3 separate regions of the Mus musculus genome follow, and all the other regions are linked to region 1. The links are chromatin contacts, called in public HiChIP or PLAC-seq maps. All regions are on one chromosome and are shown on one strand. Each heading gives the region's core, a stretch centred on a gene start, on an enhancer-like site or on the middle of the called end of the contact. The rest is flanking DNA. Distances are from core to core; before and after follow the strand shown.

Region 1 (3,508 bases), core at 665-3,164:
GGATGCATGTGGCCAGTGGACCGTGGGTTGAGCACATCTTCAAAGGATGGGGAAAATGTCCCTCTTTCGGGAACGGACAGAGGACACAGCTTGAGCTGAGATCACAGCACTCAGCATTCAAGCATCTGCCCAACTTACCTTCACAGCCAGTGTGTGAAGAAGCCGAGGAGCCTGGCTCCTGCTTTATATGGGTATAAAAGGTCATTTCCGCTCCAGTCCCACGTAACCTGCTGGCGTCTTCTGTGTCCCATCTCTCTGGCTGCTGTTGATTCGGGAGGTTGCACTTCATATTCTCTATTACTGAGATAATGATGTCTGCAGCATAAAAGTGGAGATTTTCCTGCAGGGGGGCAAAAAAGTCAATTCAAATAGGAACATAATCAACTTTTCTTCGGAGTATGGATAAGATTTCAAAATTGAAGAAACGCCACTTAACTTAAGTGACTACAAATAAGGATAAAAATAACTTGATCTAACTAGATGATGAAAAATACATCCAGAGACACAGATATACCAAACTAAATTGATTTATTTCTCAGGACTGGAGATTAAAACACAACATCATATATGCAAAGTAAGCGCTCTACTACTGAGCCCCATCCCAACCACCAAGTTGCATGTCTTATGATAGAACACCCTCGGTGGATAGAGCCCAGAACCTGACTTAGCTCCTTAGTCATGCACAACTGAGCACACCGTGCCTGAAGACTTCAGTTTAGCGCCCCTGGCGGCCTCCATCAAATATTGAAAAGAACCTCTTAGGCTGTACTGCGTCAGGGTGGTTTCCATGATCACATCGCGCACCACTACTGACAGACTCAGGCCCTCTGTGGCTGAGAGGCGCTCACCTTTTCTACATCAGCGGGCAGCATGAACGTCTCTAGTGGGAAGAAATTCCAAGCATGGCTTCTGCTGCTGCTCCGAGCATCACCTGCCAACACAGCGAGCCATTAAACATGGAGAAATGAGATGGCTCCGTCAATAAAGTGCTTGCTAGGCAACACTGAGGACCTGAGTTCAAGCTCCTATTGCATCAGGCACTGGTTAACCCAGTAGTGTAGCGGTGGAGACAGGAGGAACCCTGGGGCTTCGTAGCCTGCTGGGTTAGAAAATTAGTGAGCTGCAGATTCAGTGAGAGGCTCTGTCTCCAAAAGTGTGTGTGTTGGGGGGGGGTGGGGGGGGGGAGAACTGAGAGAAGCGCAGAGGAAGACACGTGACTTTGACTTCTGGCCTCCACATATACATGCGCACAGGTGAACTCCCACAATACAAAAGAAAAACACACACAAAGAACAAATATGGGGAAAATTGTGGGGTTTCCTTGTAGGCCCTGCCCCACAGTTACCTGGCAATAGCCAGGCTACCTAACTCACTATAAAAAGGGTGGCTTGCCTCCTCCTCCTCCTCCTCCTCCTCCTCCTCTCTCTCTCTCTCTCTCTCTCTCTCTCTCTCTCTCTCTCTCTCTCTCTCTCTGCCTTTCTCTGTCTCTACTACCCTGGCCCCCACCCCCAACTCCCTTCTCCATGCCCTAAATAAACTCTGGAGGGATGGCACAGTGGTTAAGAGCACTGACTGCTCTCCAGAGATCCTGAGTTCAGTTCCCAGCAATCACATGGTGGCTCACAACCATCTGTAATGGGATATGATGCCCTCTTCTGGTATGTCTGAAGACAGCTACAGTGTACTCATATACATGAAATAAATAAACAAACAATTCTTTACAAAAATGACTACAGGATCACTTCCCCAGCACTTCCTTAGCTGGTGGCAACCTGCCCCAAACTTCCTGTTGCACACACAATGTCATCTGACAGCAAACAGGGCTTCAGTCAAGCTCGGACCACTGTGCTGTGTCATCCAATCTTACACCCTCACCCACTCCTTACTGGCAACAGGCAACACCAATGCAAGTTGTTCCTATCACATAACTGCTAACTGCAGCCTGGGACGGAAGTGAGATTTCCGGACAGTCAAAAGAGCTATGCTGTCCTGACCTGATAAATTAAGAGATGCTGCCAATGTTTGGGGAACTGTGGGTTCTCAGATGCCAGACAAATGCAGGAAGTGTCACCCCAATACTTCCTGTTGAACAAAGTCAGTCAGAAATGGAAGACTAGAGAGACCTCTTCACTGAGGTAAATATTTCAGAGGCTTGGATGTGGGAATCGTTCACCATCTCTGCCAAGCATCCTGCCACTGTAACTAGAAGGGGTGATGAAACTAAATTGCTGGTTTGTCTTTTTCAACAAAAACATGAAGCTGGCAGAATTTTGACCCCTAAGCTACACGTAAAGACCTGAGTGCAGAGGAAAAAGCAAGAGAGGGTGCCCAGACCTGTTAGGCCTTGGTCACGAAATCTCTCCTGCCTTGAGTTGGGATTATTACCTGTTATTCCATAAGGAGACAGAGAGAGAGAGAGAGAGAGAGAGAGAGAGAGAGAGAGAGAGAGAGAGAGAGAGAGGGTATTTTGTAAACATGTAGATTCTGTTCAAGCAGTAGAACCCAGGATATTGTTCCTACAGCCTCAGGAAATGCTTCCATCCACACAAGAAGGTCCCACAGCTGCCATTAGAGATGTGGGTGTCATAGGAAATCCCGTGCCTTAGTGACCAATATTTGCTCCCCCCCCTTATGCTGCTCTACATAAAGGAAGAGAAAACCTGTAACTCTGGACTTTTGTTTCTTAATTCCATAGAATGACTCTCGAGAGTCTTGTCAGGTATGATGGCTCACTCCTATGATCTTGTCACTCAGGACGTGAAGTGAGAACTTCCTTCCGTCTAAGAAAGACCAGTCTTTCTGGCAGTCTAAGACCAGTCTGCTACACAGAGTGAGAGTCTGGCTTAAAAGCAAACAGAAGAACACCTCAAAAAAACACTGGACAGCTTTTAAAGGTACCGATAAGGATTGTGGGGAAACGCTGCCTTCAGACAAAAGGCAAGACTTGGCTTGGGGGCTCACTTTGTACCATTGCTTTTCTAGGAGAAAGACAAAGAGGCAAAATAACACTAAGTTAAAGAACTTCTTGTTGCACAAGGCTATGACAAGTGGGTTTGGGCTCAGAGTCATTATCAATCAGTGGCTTGTAATAACTTGTTATCATGATGGTTTGTTTATGTGGAGAAAGGCCAATCTAGCAGCAACCTCACCTTTCCATCAGCAACCTCTGTATCTGAAAGCTCCTCTTTATCCTGAAAACTACAAAATATTTTCCAAACTACTTGAAGCAGGGCTCGAAACTCACAGCATGAATATAACATAAGAATCCTTTAAAATAAAATAAAGCCAGCTACCTGACTCTTACTCCGAGTGGACTAAGCCATTCAGAAGTTTTTCAGTTTTAAGAATATATGCATGACCTCACAGCAGGCGCCCTTGTTTTCACACCAAGAGGTTTTGGCCTTTGGGGAGTATTGTGGTGACTGCTTTCAAATTTGCTATTTCCTCAGCTGTCTGTGCTAGAATTAGAAGAGATGAGGCATGTCCTCCCGCCTGAGCACTACTATAC
Region 2 (3,508 bases), core at 427-2,926, 390 kb after region 1:
TCTCAGAGCATCATCTCACAGGTAGTTACAAGGTTGGGTGACCTCTAGTTTTCTTAAATTTAAGTGTCTTCTACCACAGTTGGAGAGGTACTTGAATACACACTCTGTCATCTGGTTTACTCTAGCATAACCAAAAGGACAGAGGGATGATCATTCCTGAACACTTCTTTGTAGCGATGTCCATTGGTCAGCATCCTTACAACCATTCTAACCTGTCTCGCTCCTGGGATGACAGCCAGAAAGAGCTAGGGCAGACAGCCTTATTAGGTAGTAGAAAAAGTGCAGATTTTAGAGCTGGATTGGCCTGAGATGACTCTTGGCTCTAAGTGTTTCGATCCTGTGCAAGGGACTTACCCACGAGGTGCTCTGTACAGGACTGGGTCTGTACATTTTTCAGAATAAATGTCTAACTTCTGTTAATGGTGTCACTATGAAGGTTGACAGGGATGGAGAGTTGTTTTGGCCATGGGTAAGGTAACGAACTCTGGGACTGAAGAGATGGCTCTGTGGGTACAAGTCCTTGCTGTACAATGTGAGGGCCAGAGTTAGATTTTCAGCACTCATGTAAATGTGATGGGCTTCCTGTAACCCTAACCCTCAGGAGGCGGAAGCAGAGACAGGATCCCTGGAGCAAAAATAGCTGTCTAGACTGGTCAAATCGACAAGCTCTGGGTTCAGCAAGAGACCCTGACTCATAAAGTATAGATAAACTAAAGAGGGTGCTTGACATCAACATTTGGCCACCACATTGAATATACAGACACATGAACACACACACACACACACACACACACACACACACACACACACACACACACGGAAAGAAAAGCTGATGGGCCACTTCAGTTTATGCTCGGCTAGCAGGACAGTCTATGCAGGGAAGACAGTGTACTTTGCTGCGTGAATTGCACTTGACCCTTTGACCTTGCTTCCTTCTCTGATAATCTGGCTCATGTGGTCCTCAACCGTGGACCTCTCTTAGGAACACCCAGCCGTTTAAACCTAAGAATTCTCCAGAGTGGTGACAAGCAGCTTGGATGGACACCTGCTGGCCGCTTTACCCTCCTGTTCCAGGTGAGGAGGAGTCCTAGGTTGCACAGAACAATGCCATCAGCCTTTTCTTGGATCTGAAGCTGTCAGCTAAGGGAGGTGTGCTACACTCAGCAGAAAGAGGAGGGCTCCGTGCCAGCAGGCTATAGCACTTGTGAGTCAGACCTGTGACCCAGGAAACCACAAGTCCTATTTCCTGAGGTCCCCCGACGCATCAAACAAATACAACGGTATTCATCTGTGCTGCTGACCTCTAGTGATAACTTAAGGCTCAAGGTGAAAAACTGGTGAGGTTTTCCCAAAATGTGCAAAGATGCTGTGTAACCATAACCCGTTGTTGTTACCATCAGAGCCAGAGAGTGCTCACTGTGCTCACACTTGCTGCACACGCCCCTCATTTCCCTTTTAGAACACCCGTTCCTCTTCTACAAAGTGGAGATGACGTCACATTAACTCCTGTTATTAGCAGGAAGGAAACCAAGGAGCACAGACTGTGCTTGCTGATAAGTATTTGAAAAAATCGCTTTTATTTTATGTGTTATGGACGTTTTACCTGCCTGTATGTTTGCACACATGTGTGTTTGCACACATGTGTGTTCCTGATGCACTAAGAGGCCAGAAGAGGGGGATGAATCTCTTGGAACTGGGTGGTGAGTCACCCTTGTAGGAGCTGGAAGCAAGGACAGCGATAGATAGATAGCTCTAATGTTAATGTATCTCTCTGACCCCCATTAATAGGTATTTTAAATTACAAAGTAGTAGGTAGCATTAAATGAGCTCTGGAATTTTAATCTACCATCAAACCCTGCACTCTTTCCAGGAAGTAGATACCCCAAGGGCCTTAGCAAACATAGCGTTTCCCTTTGAGAAGCTTTGAGACTTGACAGCAGGTCTCAGGGAATCTTTGATTACAAACTAAGTATTTTGAGGTGACAGGTAAAATTGACTTTGCTGCCTGAGAGCTGCTCCTTTAGATCCTATTTATAGTGACAGGAGATCAATGCTAGCCAGAGGTAAGTGTGTGTAATCGGGCCTAACAGAAGTGGGTTGGAATCCTTTGGTGTGGATGTCACAGCAGGGAGAAAGGCCACAGAGGTACCAGGCAGCTGCAATGCCCAACCCTTTAAGCCATTTCCCTCTGTCCTCAGCTTCTGCCCCCTTTCTGGATCCTCCTTCAAGGCCAATGCTGTCTGGGTCAAGTGCCCATATTCCTTAGCAATCACAGTCCAGTAACGATAGGTTTCGGGGAGACCCAAGGCTTAGAGTGTTGAGCTCGGATGTGAGAAAGAACACAGGCATTCCTGCCTTAGGATCCGCTGCTGTGCTTTTTCTTACGTGTGCAAAACAATATGGACAGATGCCGTCAGCCATTGGCATCTGCAGCTTCTCCTTTCCTAGAACGACTCCAATAACCATGAAGTGGAGACATACCTTGCAACACATGAAACCACAGACTCAGAGAGTCAGGTTTCACCACAGCCATGTGGAACGTGTCTCCCGGGAAGGGACAGACTCTAGTTTCAGATGCCACCCTGCCAGGTGGTCCAGCTTACCTACGGATATGGTCCACACCGCAATGATTTTCAGGAAGGCTTTGGTTCTGGAGTTGAAGCGGCTATGGTGAATGGGGTTCTGGATAGCCACGTAGCGGTCCAGGGAGATGGCGCAGAGGTGCATGATGGACGCCGTGGAGAAGAGCACATCCAGGTAAATCCAGACGGCACAGAGCTTGCTGGGCAAAGGCCACCGGTACCCTGTGGGGCAGAAGTTTAGCATCAGTGAATAGCTAGCTTCGTGCTTTCTGCAGCGTGTAATCTATACCCCAGGACTTACAACTTGGGGACAGGTAGAGGTGACAGGCAAGGGAACTACAAGAGACTTTCAATATTTAAACCAACAGCCAGTGTGCACTGTGATGGCACGGGCAGGGGAGTGCAGGGTTGAAGGTTTCTGACCTGTGGAATTGCATTAATGAAGGAGGAATTTGCTTTTTCCTCTGGAATGGAGTCTCTCTCACCCTCTACCTGGTCAAAGCCACTTTTATTTAGCAATGTGTCCAAAGTTATGTTCTGAGCCCTTCAATTGATGTTGCCGGTCACATACAGCCTTTATTTATCCACATAATTTTCTTTGGGGTTAGGGTCCCTATAGCTAGTCTAATCTTAGTCACTCTTAGACATGTCCAGTCTCACATAGACAGGCAATTAGTGGCTGTGTGACGAATCGTCTTCAAATCTCTTGAATGTCTTTTTTTATGGTGCACAGTCCCTTAATGTGTCTTATTAAATTTGGGGCATGTGAGAAACATTGAGGATGGTGAAGAATATCAAGGGTATCTGGACTTGGAGCTTTGTCTCAGGGCAGTGCTCAAACTACAGGTGACAGCTGGTTTTCGCAGGTGGCTCCTTAAAATGGAGACCCACCTCTGGCGATTCTGCTTCCGTAAGTCTGGAACAGG
Region 3 (3,508 bases), core at 283-2,782, 270 kb after region 1:
GGCATCCTGCTGTCTTTGAAGAGTAGTGAAGGGATTTAGATAATAACCTATTATGTGCCAGGCTTTCCTACTGCACATCTCAGAAGCCTCCTTTAGACTCTTCTGTTATATCATCCCAGGGCCCCGAAGGCAAGTTTGGAGGCTCTTGAATTTGAGGCCATTCTGAACTATACCATGAAGCCCTGACTCCAGAAGAAAAGAAAAGAAGAGAAAAGAAAAGAAAAAAGAAAGGAAAAGAGAAAAGAAAAGAGGATTGGAGATTCAACTTTAGATTTTGTATTTTTCCCTTAGTAATGTTTAAGCTCTAGGTGTGATGAATGAAAAGCTCACACTTTTGTGCCACTGATGTGCACATAATGCCACTTGGAGCACATAAGGCCACTTGAATATTAAGACTGTTCCAATTCAAGAGCAGTGTGCACATTGCACAGCCTGCGGTGGTGGGGTGTGATGGTGGATGGAGGTTCCTGTCCAGTTTACATAGGGCTCACTGGGGGCTCTACTTTTGTCATGGACTTAAGAACTTGAAGTAAGGGTTGACTCCTGCTATTTGCTAGTAAGCAGAAATGTGTGCTTCTTTCCGGTGCTTCTTCCGTGTGGTGTTAATTGTATGCACTCTCTTTCTGTTCTAATGGCTGCCCTCGGATTAGGCCGACCTGTGCTCTCCGTATGACATCCTGCAGTTGGATTTTCGTCACATTCGAAAGACTGTTGACACTCTGCTGGCCCTCGGGGAGAAACCCCCACAGTCAACTTCTGCCCTCCGCTCCAGGGACCTTATAGGCTTCTGTCTTATCCATGTTCTCCTTATAGTACTGGTCTATATCGCTTACCGCTGGAATGCTCTGTCTGCCTAACTCCTGCATGCGCATCCAAACGCTCTGCTCTGGCATCCTGGTCCAGCCCAGCTCCTCCCCCCATTGGAGCCTTTGCCTTGCAGACTCTCCCATCCCTGTCATCTCTTCAGTTAGCTGTCGAGTTTTGAAACTGAACATTTATAAGCCAGATTTTTCCTGAAGCACAAACTTTGTAGAATACAGTTCCCACTGGGTAATTTTTTGCATTTAACTAAAAGCGACAGCGACAGCGACAAAGCCTGTCAGTGCATACCTCATACTCCTTCACACTCGTGGTGTGGGCAGCGATGCTCCTGTAGGTCCTGCTCTCTCCCATGAGCCTCTGCTCTGTGCAGGAGGTAAGGAGAACCAGGACAGGAACAGGGTGGGGTTAGCATACAGGAGTCTTGATACTTGATTCTGGTCCTAATTCAGGACTGGCAGTTGATCTGTAGAGGGGTTGCCTTGCAGAGAAAAGCCAGCATTTGGGCTCAGTCTAATTTATAAACATCTCTAATGGTACCATTGCTGACCAAGCTGAGAAGTCGTATCTGGAGAATGACTGCTTTGCTGGCTGGTTAGTTGGAGTCCTCCCTGTTTGCTGCAAGGGGCTTGTGAAGGGCACCCAGGAGGATTGCAGCCAATGTCCACCAGAGCATGCCCTCTGTGCCCTCTGCAGGCCTAATCTGGGGAAGTGCCTTCCTGTTAGAGCGCCACCTGGTGGATCTGCTTAGCCCGCTTTTCCTTTTTATTAGGTGGTGTTCTGAAGCTGAGAAAAGGGTTTTATAGAAGGGATTTCTATTTTTGCATAATGTGACGGGGTCGCTTTACTTTCTTGGTATATTGAATAACTGCAGACCCAGAATGTGATGCATTTGACTCTTCAGTTTCAAATAAGTCTATGGATCCTGGAACACTCTTAGCACCAGGGGCCTTGGGTTACTATAGCAGCAGATGATAAGATCGCTCTTATTTTAGATGAATGTTTTTCCCCATTTACTTTGAATGTCCATTTGGCCTTTGATTTTTAGTAATATTAATGATCCAACTGTTTATTTTTAAGTCCGTTTTTAAAGGCTTGCGTATCGGCCTCTCAGCTTTTGGGGCAAAGTGCTTCTTTTTGTGGTTAAAGGAAGAAATGTTAGACTCTAATCATGTTGGCCCATATCTTGCTGAGTCTCTGGAAGCCTCTTTACAATGTGAGAAGGCCCTGCTGCAAGCTCCAGCCACATTGTCGGCTTCCTTTTATATCCTTCTTGCCGAACACTGCTTCTCGTGTTGGGAAGGTGGTGGTGTTAATGCCGTCAAGATAAATGTCCAGTTTGCTGAGATATGAACGTTCCTCAGATATGGCTGCTATGAAGATTATCATATTTTTCTGAACATATTCATGAGAACAGGGGAGATGAGATTCTGAGATGCCTCCATACTTGAAGGGTTATATTTATAGAATCTTTGCTGCTAAATCAGATATGATTTTAAAACAAAAAACAGAAAGCATTCTTTATGCCATAAGATGTTAGATTGTCTGAGCCTCTTCCTCCCAGCATTGTGTTGATGGTGAATACAGGGTTCGTGATGTGAGTTGTGTCTGAAAGCCACAGAGTTATGAGTCGTCTTTGGTGCTATCTTGTACTTTTCTGTAACAATAAAATCCCTTTGTACAGTGTCTGGTGACCACCCTGAGCCGTAAATTGCTTAATAAACACAATTGGGTGATTAATCCAAGCTTTTTATTTTTTTCTTGGCCTGTTGGTGCATTTATTCCTGGGTGCCCAGAATGATTCTTGGCATTTCTACCCAGCTCTGCCATGCATGGGGACTTTCTTTCAGTGTTTGCCACAGTTTGTTTGTTTCCATCTTCTTAATGGTGGGCAAAAGGAGAATTGAGAAAACGTGCTAGTTTGCTGGCTCAAGGAAAAAAAATAGCATCAATAAACATCAAGTGAGTAAAACAGTCCCATGAGATTAGATTGATCTTCAATGGTAGCTTCCCGAATATTTCTCCTCTGGCATCCCAAGGATGCCCTGGCTATGCTTTTCATCTTCCATGTCCTTAATTTACATCGAATGTGCTGCTCTCCGTGGGGGTTGCTGTGTGATATTTTTCATTATCTAGTATGGTCACTCCCAGAGCATAATCAACTCAACCCTTCAGGCACCACTTCGAGTGGGTCATTTTGCTTATTGTAAGCAAACCGTTAATTTCTGGTTGGAACACTGGGCCTCTCTGTGGTGCTCCTCCGCAGTTCCAGACAGCAGCTCACAAGCTTATGGGATACCGGCCATTGCCACACAGCTGGGGACACCTGACTAATCTTCCTTCAGGGATTCAGTTGTGTGATTTGTCCCGCATACCAGGGCCCCATCTTCTTTTAAGAAAGAGTGTTTTTAAAGTATTTCCTTCAAATACGTGATAAAGAGAAACAGCTGTTTACATTTCCATTTTGCAGTAGCCATTTGTGAGGTATCCCTTCTACTCCTGCAATGGGTAGAAAATGTTCCACGTAGGGTGAGAATTTCCAAAATGTATATGACCGTCAATTTTCATGGCTCCTTCAGGATTTCAGGCCCAAACCACTTCATTGTCCTTAACACTACAAAAAGGGGACCAGTAAAAAAAAAAAAAAAAGAAAAAAAAAAAAGAAAAAAATCCTTGTTGAATCCCAAGC

The links. HiChIP or PLAC-seq counts read pairs in DNA pulled down with a chosen protein or histone mark.
Region 2: a contact with region 1 is called in an H3K27ac HiChIP or PLAC-seq map of large pre-B cells, with 5 times the contacts expected there. The contact joins two enhancer-like sites. A contact is called at or near these places in 4 of 39 promoter capture datasets (the 3T3-L1 cell line, the SN4741 cell line, embryonic stem cells and 1 more) and 1 of 115 datasets of contacts at active chromatin or transcription factors (large pre-B cells).
Region 3: an H3K27ac HiChIP or PLAC-seq map of large pre-B cells shows a contact between it and region 1, with 4 times the contacts expected there. The contact joins two enhancer-like sites. A contact is called at or near these places in 1 of 15 datasets of contacts at CTCF or cohesin (large pre-B cells), 2 of 484 Hi-C or Micro-C datasets (the C10 cell line and bone marrow-derived macrophages), 4 of 115 datasets of contacts at active chromatin or transcription factors (bone marrow-derived macrophages, embryonic stem cells, large pre-B cells and 1 more) and 1 of 9 other capture datasets (embryonic stem cells).

Annotation. Positions count from the first base shown.
Region 1 is chr14:75,032,842-75,036,349 of GRCm38.p6, reverse strand. Rubcnl (RUN and cysteine rich domain containing beclin 1 interacting protein like) reads right to left here. Exons shown (of 14, transcript NM_198642.2): 3 at 849-931; 4 at 139-340. Among named protein-coding and RNA genes, the nearest start is that of Rubcnl, 19 kb to the right of the region's middle. Within about 2 kb of position 1,914, at least 118 of the 459 cell types and tissues checked have an H3K27ac peak or open chromatin away from gene starts, as enhancers often do. A contact at or near this core is called in bone marrow-derived macrophages, where this site is marked.
Region 2 is chr14:74,644,284-74,647,791 of GRCm38.p6, reverse strand. Htr2a (5-hydroxytryptamine (serotonin) receptor 2A) reads right to left here. Exons shown (of 3, transcript NM_172812.3): 2 at 2,604-2,804. Among named protein-coding and RNA genes, the nearest start is that of Htr2a, 5.2 kb to the right of the region's middle. Within about 2 kb of position 1,676, at least 105 of the 459 cell types and tissues checked have an H3K27ac peak or open chromatin away from gene starts, as enhancers often do.
Region 3 is chr14:74,762,390-74,765,897 of GRCm38.p6, reverse strand. All of the region lies in intron 18 of Lrch1 (leucine-rich repeats and calponin homology (CH) domain containing 1), which reads left to right. Among named protein-coding and RNA genes, the nearest start is that of Esd, 32 kb to the right of the region's middle. Within about 2 kb of position 1,532, at least 14 of the 459 cell types and tissues checked have an H3K27ac peak or open chromatin away from gene starts, as enhancers often do. A contact at or near this core is called in bone marrow-derived macrophages, where this site is marked.